2 separate regions of the Gossypium hirsutum genome follow, and region 2 is linked to region 1. The links are chromatin contacts, called in public Hi-C maps. All regions are on one chromosome and are shown on one strand. The core of a region is the stretch at or near the end of the contact, and the rest is flanking DNA. Distances in the headings are between cores, read along the strand shown. Region 1 holds the start of LOC121227947 (probable LRR receptor-like serine/threonine-protein kinase At1g53440). Region 2 has its middle 12 kb from the start of LOC121227948.

Region 1 (6,664 bases), core at 3,823-6,322:
AAAGATCAGTCAGTTATATTATCTCCATTGATGGATAAAATGATCAAATTGCACAAAAGGTCTTAAACTGAGGAATTTGAAACTAATAACTTACAAATTGGTGAGAGGGATATTAGAAAAACTCGACGGAATTGATCCATTAAGATAGTTGCGAGTGAGATCGCTGTTCAACAAGGGAAACATTGATATGTAACTTCCAACATTCACCTTCGAATTCAAACAACATATTTAAAGGAAAAAAAAAATTCTACTATACTGATGCTCAATATGTGTAAAGTAAATTAATGAACCAATCAAATCAACTTAATTTCACTTACACTACTTGCAGACGTGTAAGATTTCCAAGTTCAGATGGTAGAATTCCAGTCAAATTGTGACCTTTTATCAAACTGTCACAGCAAAAAGATAGAATAAAGAGATGAAAGGAATTGGTTAAGAATGAAGGGAAGGGATGATGATGATGATGAAGAAGATGTACAAACATTTGAGTGACGTGGCATATAGTGCTGTTTGCATCAGAACAGTCGCATGCAATACTGCTTTCAACAAGATCCGAAGTGGTATAATTCCATGAAGTTTCACTGCAAAAGGTTGGGCTGATTCTTGAAGCATTTGGATGTTGCATCTTTGAAAATACCGTTTGAAGAGTTTCCACTGTTGCAGAAATTAATTTAATACAATTAGTCAGTTAATCAGTTATTTAGCATTACTGAAAAATTTTTATTTAATAAATCTATATAAAAAATAAATATATATTTTTTATTTTTTATTTTTTATTTGATATTATTATCTTTCTTCCTATTAATTACATATTGTTTATAAATTATTACAGTTAATTTATTGAATATTAAGAAAATAAAAAATAAAAATTGAATAGTAAAAAGCTTATTTTACAATATATCATTTTTACTGAAATGCTTTAATAATAGGAATTTTTTATTATTTCTATATTTGAATTATCAAAATAATTTATATATTTTAATAGGATTTATTAGTTCTTTTAAATAATAATTACATGGAGTAAAATTATATTGTATGTTAAAAATAGTACAAATATTTTAATTATGATCTGGATCTTTTAATATTATTAAAAAAAATTATCGTTATACAAAATATAGATCTTTTAATATGGTATTTGATATTTTCTTTTTATTATATTTAAATTTTTAAATAAGTTAATATATTTTAATTATATTTAACAATTCAAATAATAAATTAAAAAATTAATTAAAATAATAAAAAATATTTTATCATGTGCCATTAAATATTAATATAAATAAAGACAATAATATAACTTTTGGCCCCTGAACTTAACAACTAGGTCCACTTTGGTATTTTCATTTACATTTGGTACTTGAACTTAAAAACTAAATTCATTTTGGTCCTTTAACTTGAAAAATATAAAAGTTTGATCACATGGCACTTTAAGATCTTAAAATTATATAAATTTTCAAGTGATGATATAATACAATCTTAAATTGTTTGTCATATACATTGTTCTATTAATTGAACCAATGGTTGAACCGATCAGACAATTGATTCTCGAACCAATCGTTTAGGTCAATTTAATTAAAAAATCATAAAAATTAAATAAAAATAATTTTTTTCATTAGATTAGTTCAAACTGTTCAAATACTAATTTTTATTCGAGTTTTCAATTTTTACCGATTTCAAGCAGTTTTCAATTCAATCTTTTTATTTGGGCATACTAATAAATTCTCGATCTAATTACTCTAACCTATCATTTTAATCATGTTCGGAAGCAAAATAAATCTAATTATTAAATTTATATATCTAAATAAATAAATAAATAAATATAAATACCGAAAATTATATTATCCCATAAATAAAAAAAAAACCTCCCATCAATATACCGGAATTTGTCCATTGGCTCTGTAAAAACATTTGACGTGTGAAATAAATGAGATTGTAATAACCTTGAAAAGTACTACCTAAGCCTAATGATTGATGGCTCACCTCATTTGACCCTCCAAAATAATTCTAAGTTGACCCTATTTGCACTATTAGTCACTCTGGGATTTTGATTTTTCTCATTTTAGTGTCAAAATTGTTTACGTATTTAAAGTTAAAATATGCTATTAGTCCCTATTCTTATCTAAAATTTGAATTTTAGTCTCTTTACTCCTCTTATTTTTAAAATTTAAAACCTTTAGTAAAATCATTATTATTGTTTTTAATTTCTATCAAAATTTATCAACTTAATATGTTTATTTTTTGCCAATCATAAGTAACATCATATGAGAGCATTCTAATCAGCATGCCAAGTTGACACATTTTTACAGAAAATACTAACAATGATTGAGATTTATAAAATTAGAAAAGTAAGAGAACTTAATTTTTAACTTTTTAAATATAGGGATTAAATTTTAAAATAAAGTGACTAACAGCATATTTTAACCTCGAATATCAAAATCTGACTCCACCTTTACGGCTTAACAAAAAGAAAAATCAAAGTATTCTACGATCTCATCTAATTTAAGAAGTCAAAATATTTTTAAATATTAATTAAGGATATATTATGATTATTAAAATGCAGCATGAAAACAGATAAATATATACTGGCAAAAGAAGGGTTAAGGTACTTTGGGAAGTCCCTATATAGGAATTGTATCAAATTAGTCCCTTTATCATTAAATGAATCGATTTAATCCCTATACTATTAAAAAAAATAAGCCCAAATCTTAACATTTACTGTATAAAATATTTCATTTACAAAACTATAAAAACTTCAAATATATTAATTTTATTAAATTGTATGACATTTTTTATTTAGTAAATGCTAACTCCATTCCAATTTAGTGCTATTTTATTCTTTTTAATGGTACAAGGATTAACGAAATCTATTTAATAATAGAGGTACTAATTTGATCAAATCCTTATAATAGAGAGACCTTTCGAGTACATTCACCACAAAAAAGTTAATAGTCCCATCAAACAATAATTCATAGTTTAAGCATATGAAACATTATAGTATAATAATTAGCCCATCATATGTAATTTAACCATTGACTGAAACCATCCTATGGCTCTGACTTTCTTAAACTAAGTGTTCAATATTCACATAAACTACTTGCATCCAAATTGTAGAAATAATGGAAGGCAAATAGGGAAAATATCCAAATTGTAGGCCAATTTACTATATCAACTTGTACAAACAATGGAAGGCAAATAGGGATAATGTCCAAATTGTAGGCCAAGGATTGGGACCATTTTACTACATCAAGCAATCAAAGTTGAATTAAAAAAGTTATAATGATTTTTTTGGCCCTTCAACTTTACAAAAATAAATTATTTTAGTTTTTTATTTAATTTTTCGTCTTTATTAGTCTTTAAATTTGTATTGTTTATCAAATTATCCTAAAATGAATGAAAAAATTGACGTTTGTTAACTTTGTTGTATGTTAACAATTAATTGATTTTTAAGAATTAAAAAAATATTTTTATATTTTTATGGTTTTAATAATTTTTAATTTTTAAAATTTTAAAAAATTAATTAATTATGGATATATGCCATATCAGTAAAAATTAAGGTAAAAATTAACATAACTTTTCCATATATTTTTGGGTGATTTTTTTTTTGTAAAATTAGAGGGACTAAAAAGTATTTATGCAAATTAAAAAAAAAAGAATATCTATGGATTTGAAACAGAAATTCCCTTTTCTAAATTGATAATTATAAAATTTTTGAGGAAATGAAAGCAACATATTCAAAAAGCTTTAAAAAATAGATTTTTTTAAAAAAATCTAAAACCAGTTGATTTGGTCCAAGAAAATAGGCAATCCAAATGATAAATAATTAAAAAATAATAATTATAGTTATCATTTGTTTGTTTGCTGAGAAAATATTTCTTTCAATCAAAAACTGGTAGAAACAACAAGATAAAGTAAATGCTGGATAAAGGATATAACATTGTCTTTAAACATTTATTTATTTTCCCAGCAACCAAACAGAGAAGTAGCAAGAGAAAACAAAAACAAAGTCGCACAATGAACTCCTTTGAAATATTCCAATAGTTTCTTCTATTCATGTATCCCATATTTTCTCATCAACCAAACAATACTTAAGATGAATTATAATTGTTTTCTTTCACTAGAATTTTCCTAGCAACCAAACAGAGTTATGTAACCATGTATCATCTATGAACAAACAAACTAAACCATCACTATCCAAAAAAATACAAAGCTTTGCATCGTAGTGTGACATTTTTAATAAAGATTTGTGCTACAAATTCAGTAAAACTTTAAATTTTGCAGCAAAAATTGTTAAGTTATATCCAGAACAATAGCATTCTTTTTTAAAACAAAACGAAAAATTTGGAACCCCAGAAACTTGAAACTTAAAGAGAAGAATGAAGGTATATTTTCTTCACATGCTCTGTTTTTTTCCTTTGAAATCTTAGGAACCAAACAGAGTAATACTAACTTAAACACTCACTTCAAAAGAGAAAAAAAAACAACAACAACAAAAGCAAAAAAACAAAATAAAGAATAAATTATAGAGAGAGTATGCATACCTTCACTATCAGGCAAAACTTGAGCATTTGACCCAAACTCCGTGAAGCAATTCAAAGCCAAAAAACCCAGAAAAAGAACAGAGACCATCTTAAATAGGGAGAAAACAAACCCCATTTTTCTCTTCTTCCACACCCCAAATTTTCTCTTCTTCTAAAAACCAAAAGAAAAAAACTCAAATGTATCTTTGATTTTGTTTGAACAGTGTTGATTTCTTTCTGAGGAATCGAAGTGGAGTAGTTGTTATGGTTATAAAGTTATGATATAATAGACGTCGTTTTTATTGACAGAATAGCAAACGTAAGGAAAGGAATTAATGTGTGATTTTTTTGTGTGAAGATTTTTGTCTTTGGTTTCTGGTTTTTCTTTTTTAATGTAAAAGAAAAGAAAATGACGCAGGAATGAGTGAGAAATATATGAGTTGAGGAATCAAATGGAGACAGGGGAGGAGCCGCCGTTTAAGGCTTTCTACAGCAGCGGGCGCTGCCACACGCTTTGACTTTGGTGGCGGTTGCCGGCATTTATTACTTAGAAGAGTCAAAATCAATATTATACAGTACCTACAATATCTATATATAAACCGGGCTTCTTTTTCCCGAAATAATTATTATTCCAAAAAAATTATGTAAATAATATAAAGTGTGCATAAAAATCCCAAATGGAGAGGACGACTGTTGATTTGGGGTTGAAGCAGTGACAGTGATTATGTCCTAAACAGATAAGGAATCTTCGAAACCCCAAATCGGTAATCAATATTGGGGTTCTCAGGTGTAGTAAACAATCTTTGCTGGTAAATCCACAGCTATCATGTGGATTTAGGGTGAGTTTGAATGAGCGGTGCGGTTACCTGCGGTTAGTGTAAAAACAGCAGTGGCAGTGAGATTAAATACTGTAGTAATACTGTAGCGTGAGACAAAAAGTAAGCTAAACGCACCGCACCGCTCCTCCAAACCCACCCTTAGGCTTTCGAGGTAATCTTCTACCGTTTGACATGATTTGAGGTCCAGAATCTCAAACCTATCGTAAATAGAAATATTTAAAAATCGCCAACTTTATTTAAAAATCTCCAACTTTTTAAGAAGCCAATTCTTGTTAAGCTTCCAAGTGGGAAAAAAAAACAGTTAATCAAGAGAAGAAGAAAAAAACAATGAGTTAATAGAGTTGGCAAATTTCTTAAAAGATAGTTCTACTTAGAGAAGATGAGTTAAAGTTTTCAAGTATCGAAAACCAACCAACAAATATTTGGTAATAATAAAATTTTAGTCATAGATTTAATTTTTTTTCCAACAAAAAGAAAATTAGTTACCTAAAATATATGATATATGTCTTGGAAACAAAAGTCATGGTAGGTGTCGTCTCCCCTACTACGACCAATCATCAATGGGTATACTCCCCACATGATAAGTGAAAAAGTATGCATCCTCGGTTGTTATCGTTCCAACAACGCAACAATTAACTCTGGGCAAATTGTGCAGGGCCTCATGTTTAAGACATTTTCGAATCCAACAACATCCAAATATTCATGAATTTGGTCATGTCCCAATTATGGGGATACCAACAACTAACTGCCAATTTATTTAGTCAATAATTCAATGCAAATTATAAATTTGTTTTTAAAATCTTATAACTATTAAATTAAATTTATCCGAATTTTCCATATCATCAAACACGTGAGGCAATCATATCAATGCCATAACCTAAACTTTAGAAATAAATGTTTCAAACCCTAAACACACACTTATATCATAATACCAAATTCAATAAAAAAAATACTACATACAATAATTACATAAATATTTAGAAATCAAAATTACTTAAATTTACAAATTTTCTATATCACAATTATTTACTTAACATGAAACCTAAACTAATATTTCTATAATTTTAAAAAAAATGAAAATTTATATGCTAATAAAATTTGTTTGTAGAATATTATCTAATGTTTACTACATGTACATATAACAATATTTATTTCAATCAAACAAATAATAACATAATTTCTACATTATTCACTAATTATTATAATACTTATAATAATCGCATTTATTAATAACATGCCATTTATTTTTCAAATAACAATAAACATATAATTTAATAAAAATAAATTATATTAGTTGGAGAAGCACTTATC
Region 2 (6,841 bases), core at 878-3,377, 56 kb after region 1:
AACTCCTAGGCCTGGTTTTAGGGTGTTACACAATGAATCTTCCTATCAAACTAGAAAGATAATTAGCAAGGAGAATATCTTTAATGAGTTTAGGATAAGTCTTCAAATCTTCAAGATATGTTAACAATACTCAATCCAATCTAATCTCCTCAAAATGGGGAAGTTAATTTGCTTGATTCAATCCAAATCAATCTTCAAAATATGCTTCTATAATAGGTTTGGGTATCATAGATGGGCTTGCATCGGTCCAAACTATCAACAAATATCACAACTCAAATATTTTGTTTAAATTGCTAACTTCAAATATGACAAGTTATGAGGCTAGGCAAAGGTAAACAACAGTGGCACTGCTTTAGGCACTCCTCATAATTGTTTGAATAAATTATATACTAACTCAATGTCATTATATTAAAAAGATATTAAGGAAGTTTAATCATTTTGTTTTAAAACATAGTAAATCCCTATAGAACCCCATGTTAAGTTAGTTCCTAATAATGGACCTTTAGTAAATCAAAAACAATATGTTAAAGTTGTTGGTTGTTTGATGCATGCTATGAGGTATACTAATATTGATACTACATGTGCTATTGGAATCTTATATAAATTTGCTAGTAATCCTTGTATAGAACAATGAAATGAAATTAGCAGATGTCTAAGATGTCTAAAGAATACTATAAAATATGAATTGTATTTTACTTACATTATTCTAGTATCACTACAAGAAAATAGGGTTTTAGCGGTGTCAATAGCGGCGTTTTTGTTAACACGCCGCTAAAAACAGAGCAATAGCGGCGTTTTTTGTTAAAACGACGCTAAAAATAGATCAATAGCGGCGCTTTTGGTAAAACGCCGCTAAAAGTCGGAGCAATAGCGGCGCTTTTGGTAAAACGCCACTAAAAGTCATATAACCCCTAAAACTCCTAAACCCTAAAAAATCATGAACACTAATCTATAACCCCTAAAATACTAAACCTCTAAACCTTAAAAACCTTAAACACTAAACTATAACTTCTAAAACCCTAAACCCAAAAAACATCACATGGATGTTGATGTGTATATGCATATATATTAATGTAAAAGCTTATGTTCATAATAAATTATGGAAGCAATACTTAATATTGATTAAATTTATTTTTTGGTTTACGGTTTAATATTTAAGGTTTAAGGTCTATAGTTTAGGGTTTTATGGTTTAAGGTTTAATGGCCATGGGTATATAGTATGTTAATCTCAAGTGAATCATATTCAATAATTAAATCCTAAACCCTATAATTAATTATTGTTATCAATAATAGATATCTTGATTTTGATAAAAAAATATTTTTATATATTAATAAGGTGTTATATTGTTTAATGGATTGAAGGGATATTTTGTGGAAAATGTTTTAAATGATAAATTTAACTTTAAATTTTATTAATAGTTTTTTGTTTATACTATTTTAATATTTATCTATATTGATTAATTAAAATATATATTTATTTATATTAACGAAAATTCTCTACACTCATTTGTGTCTCCACGTTTTTTAATTATAACTCATTTTCTTTTTAAAATATATATTTGTGTCTCCACGTTTTTCATTTTCTTTTACACAATTATTGATATAACATCATTTTATATTTATTTATTGCATGGATACATAAATAATTATATTTATTCAATATAAAAATATATTGATGTATTTATTTTTTTAAATGTGTATGATTAAATCAAAATTAAAGTTTCAACTATACATTTAAACTACAATTAGAATTTCACGTCTACAATTACACATTAAACCGAAATAAAAAATAAACTCAAAAAATAAAAATTAAAAAATAAAAAAATAAAAAAATAAAAACTTAAAAACTTAAAAATTTAATATTTAATATTTTAGTCCATATTTCAATAAAAAAGTTTAATATTCAAAATTAAAAAAAATTCCAAAAGAGAAAAATAAAAAATATGTTAAAAATAAAAAAATTTAAAATTAATCAATAGTGGCGTTTTACCTTAAAGCGCCACAAAAAATTGAATTATAATGGCGTTTTTAGTGAAAACGCCGCAAAAAATCACCAATTTTTTATTACCCGCTCGTTAGTCCTTAAATCCCCCAAATAACTCTCAAAATTTGCCCCCAAATTTCCCATTCCCAGCAACACCAAGTCAATACACCTACACTAATTGCCGAAAGTCCGTAGCTTGGAGCTTGTCCTGACTGCTTCCTCCACTAATTGCCGGAAGAAGCCGACCGTAAAAGAAAGATCTTCTACTTCAACCTGGCTTCGGTTGACCCCCTTTCGGTGGTAGTAAGAGCAGAATCTTGGGTTGGTGCTTGAAGTAAGGGTCATCAAAGAGACGGATCAGTTTCCTTTTAATTTTACCGGTGATTTCTATGGCGATGGAAACCCTAGATGACGAGAAACCGGAGGAAGAGGAGGTGATAGATAAAGAAAATAAAGAGGGAAGTGAAAAGGTATGCTTTCTTTTCTTTATTCACATCAAAAACGTCAAAAGCTTGCTTCACTTCTTCCAAGCTTGGCTCTTGTTCAAACAACCTTGAAATCTCCTAACAATCGTATGATTCATTCAACTATTCTTCACTTTCTTGGCTGCAAAAAATCCCTAGGTTCCCCATCAAAATCTCCACTTCTTTTCTGCATAATCTCTCACCACCAGATAAAACTTCCTTGCTTGAAAACCCAGATTTCTGGTTCTTCAGGTCCCAATCTGAAGTCTGGTTTCCATTTCTCTGCTTTGTTTCTTAGAACCTGCTGCCTTTTCTCTTGTTTAACTGCAATTTCTGAATTTGACTTTTGGTTGTTTGTACAATGAAGTTTCTTGGATGTTCATAGGTGGCTGTTTTATTTATTCCTTGAATTTGATCCTTATTTTTCTCTACATGATTTTTTTAAAAATGACAAATTTCATAATTCGATCCTTTAAATTTGGATTCTATGTCGTGCATATAATTTGTGATTGGCTCAACTATTTACTTCAAAAACTGAAATAAAAAATTTGTCAAATTCAGAGTGCAAATGATATTTTATTTTTTATCCTCTACGTTTTCCATGGTTAATTCTATTTTCCATGGTCTTAGGGTTAGGAGAGCTGCAATTTGAATTCTAGAGTAGACTCTTTGATTACACAGATTGAGACAAAGCTTGAGTTCGATGGTTTTTTTATTAATACTGTTGTTCTTCAATTTCTTTTCTTTTTCTTTTGGTTTGCAGTTGAATCGTTCAAGTGCCGTATCTGCAAATACACCCTCCAAAATTTGTCATACTTTTCCTGGAAATGGAAGATGTCAAAGGTTAAGTTTCAAGACCAAAGCTGCGGGTTCAGTTGAAGGAAATGTACTTGACAAAGAATCGGCTAGTATTAGTAACAAGATAGGTAACTGCTTGCTGTCTCATTAGATATCTGATTTCAGGGAAAACAATCTTGGAAGCCATGGTTTCTCTTAAGCTATTCAGAGCTGAAATATGGAGAATGAAACTGGCATCAGTTCTAACCCTGTTATAGTTTATCTGACTTTTGAAGCATCTTTGAATTTTTTTTATTTAAAATCATCAAAGGAAATTAACATGCCATCTGTATTTCATTCCTAATTTGTTTATAACAAAAGATGAATGAAAAATCTCTCTCTGTAGGTCATTCTGATGAGAATTGAATCCAAAACGCAGTTGCATTGGTTCCGTAGTTCATAGTTTGCCACATTACGGTGGACTCTACAAGCAAAATAAAGTGTATATTATATTTGTTGCTTTCTCCTACATCTGATGCTTCTTCAATTTTGGATGGAATTACATTTAAGTACTGTCATTGATGTAGATTATGGAGTTGTTGGTATTCACCATGTTGGAATTCTATGTGAAAACCTTGAAAGATCTTTTCAGAGATGCTGCGAGTTTAAATTTAAACATAGAAGAATGTAGAAGAAGGAGTTATCTTATGACTGGATTTTTTTTTCAATTAAAATCAGCAAACACATCAGAAGAATCAGGTAAAGGACACTATTGATGTGGATGAACCTAAAGGTATTTTACTTTTGCCATATAATCTGTTTCTTTATGATACACAATCTTCTTTAGGCCTATTTTACTAAGTCTCGTGTATTTAGAAAGGGGAGACCCGTTAACTGCTGAAGAGTTGGAAGAAAAGGAGCGACTATTAGAAGAGGTGAGTGCAACGTGTTACATGTTATATTTTTATTTGTTTGTTTGTTTGAGCGTGGTGATAAGATAATTGTCTGTGCTGACAATCTTTTTGCACTGGTTGAGTATGCAATGAAGCTACGCAAGCCTATGATCTATGGTGCTACCAGGTTATTTGTGAACATCAATTGCTCTGTCCTTTTTGTATTGTTTTTATATTGTTGTGTCAATTTTCCCTTGTAATGTGCAGCCATCTTGAGAGGACTAAAATTCTAGTCATGATGTGAACACTATTTTATTCAATTTGGGTTAATTATATCCACTAAGCTGAAGCTTTCTGTTATACTAATAACTATTTCCCTAATACAGGAGCACGCTACTGCTGCCTTCCAGTATTTCCTTGGAATCAAAAGTAAAACAGCATTGCATTCTCTTTTGGTATGGTCTCTATATAAATGTCTGAACTATTATTCAATTTTTTGCAGCTATTTCGTGCTAATGATGTACGTATGCATTTCCTTTTGTAGCACTGAATATGCAGCTACCAAATTTTATTCACCAAAGTCTGCAAGTATGGTTTGCTTTCTCTTTCATTTTTTTTCTCATTCTCTAATAATTCTCATTAGCTTGTATTCTTCTCTGGTAATAAAACGATGAACCCTTTGGTACAACAAATGCGGACGGCTATTGGCAATGGACAGGCAATCAGCTTTAATCTTACCTCCTGTACATCGTCCTTATTGAACTCTTTCTGTTTCAAAACAATCATCGACTCAATCTATTTCCTCAACATTAGATCAAGGTTCTAATGCCCCTGAAGCTTATCATATCGGTTGCTTCTCGGATAACACGTAAGTTCACTCTACTTTCTGTTAACCAAGGTATATTAGCTAAAGCTAGGAACAGATCAAATTGATACTAGTGAGTGATGAAAACAAGGTTTTTATATTTACTTACTTTAGGTGATCGAATGAGAATGTTTTAGGACATGTGTATTACATGATGTGATATGCAAATATGCTTATGTGTACGTACGCATGCTAAAAAAAGACATGGATTTAATTATGTTCTGGTGTTGATTTTATTTATGCATGCTTAATTTAGTAAAAATGTTGTGTATTCATGGAATTTTTGCAACGATTCTTTTTATATAAAAAGTAAAGGAGCATTCTGGAATTAAGATGAAATGTAAGATTTTTAGAAGCAAATTAATCAATTAATACTTTTAATCACATGTAGTAATCTATTACAAGTTATTCTTATTTTGTTTTATTTATATACATGGTTTCCACAGGAATGAAATTTGATAACATTAATTCATGAAATATGATAAACCCTGTTTTTATATATTCTGAAAGCTCAGAAGAAGACACTACTGGATCATGTAAAGTTTTATTTTGGCTGCTAACAACGAAAAGGTCTTCTAATTCTCTCATCAAATGGAATTAAAAAGATGAAGTGAAGCTCTCTATCAAATAACTTGTTCACTTAAATTCTTTTTACTTGCCATTATAGATTTTGAACTACTTTAATCTCTGAACTGTTAAAAAACTTAGCTTGTTTTCTTGCTTGTGTCTGCCATTCCAATCTTATTAGGATGATGCAATATGTGCCTTCCTATGTGATAATAAATTTGAAACCAAATTCCACAGTTTCGCTTTCTTTCGTGTTTGATGTGCTAGTATCTTTAGGTTATCTTTGAATGAGAGAAATGAAATGATTTGTTTGGTTGGCTTGATATATATCTATATTTAATGGTAATTGGAGATATGCTTTGAGTGATTAGGAATATTAGTCCTTTTGGTGCATACAGGGACCAGTTTCTATTAGTAGTAGTAGTTTTAAGTTGGTTAAGTATTTGTGAGGCAATAGTGTGCCCTGAGATCTTATAGATTATGATTGAACCTTCACAGGAAAGGCAGAGATTGAAGCTCAAATCTTAGCTGCTGAAGCAGCAGCAAAAATGAAGGCAGAGGTTAAGCTGAAAAAGCAACGGGAAAGAGAAGAGAAGCTACTGGAATTACATTACAAAAGGTTTTTATCTTTTTCTTGCTTTTTCTTTTTGTCCTTATTATGTTTGTATAGTGGAGGGTTTTAGAGGCTAGAACACTGTAATACCATATAGTATATACAAAATATGAAACAGACCATGCCATTATTTATTGAACAGGTAAAAAACACTTGAGTTCTAACTTTTGAATTTTAATTGTGCTATTAATTTATTATTTTAAATTGTAAATTTAAATTCATTAATTTTTGTATTTAGTTTTAAAGTTAAAATTGTAATAGAAAATTTTTATATTTATATCATTCAATATTTTGATAATGAATTTTAAATTTTTTATATTTTTCACGATTTTTATAATATTTTATAATTTTTTTTGAATTTAATGACCTTTAGCGGCGTTTTTTTTCAAATAAACGCCGCAAACGTTAGCGGCGTCGGAAATAGCGGCGTTTTTAGCGGCGCTTGGAAAAACGCCGCAAATAGTTTTAGTGGCACCTGAAAGCGCCGCTAAAGGCCTAAAAAAACGCCGCTAAAAGTCAGTTTTGCTATAGTGTAATAAAATGTTATAGTGGTGTCAATTGGGCTTGTTATAAAGTGAATTCAAAGTCTACTAGTAGTTGGTTGTTTACTTTAGGTGTTTAATAGTTACTTGGTCTTCTAAAAGACTAACATGCATTGCTTCATTGTTTATGGAATAT

What was found. A called contact is a pair of places that touch in the nucleus more often than the background predicts.
Region 2: a Hi-C map of leaf shows a contact between it and region 1, with 2.7 times the contacts expected there. The contact joins the enhancer-like site here to the promoter of LOC121227947 in region 1. A contact is called at or near these places in 15 of 34 Hi-C or Micro-C datasets (callus, cotyledon, hypocotyl and 2 more).

What each region holds. Positions count from the first base shown.
Region 1 is chrA04:11,515,136-11,521,799 of Gossypium_hirsutum_v2.1, forward strand. LOC121227947 (probable LRR receptor-like serine/threonine-protein kinase At1g53440) reads right to left here and starts at 5,073. Exons shown (of 24, transcript XM_041110919.1): 1 at 4,536-5,073; 2 at 483-654; 3 at 318-389; 4 at 95-163. The coding sequence starts at 4,650.
Region 2 is chrA04:11,573,669-11,580,509 of Gossypium_hirsutum_v2.1, forward strand. No RefSeq gene overlaps it. Among protein-coding and RNA genes, the nearest start is that of LOC121227948, 12 kb to the right of the region's middle. Within about 2 kb of position 2,128, at least 7 of the 9 cell types and tissues checked have an H3K27ac peak or open chromatin away from gene starts, as enhancers often do. A contact at or near this core is called in cotyledon and leaf, where this site is marked.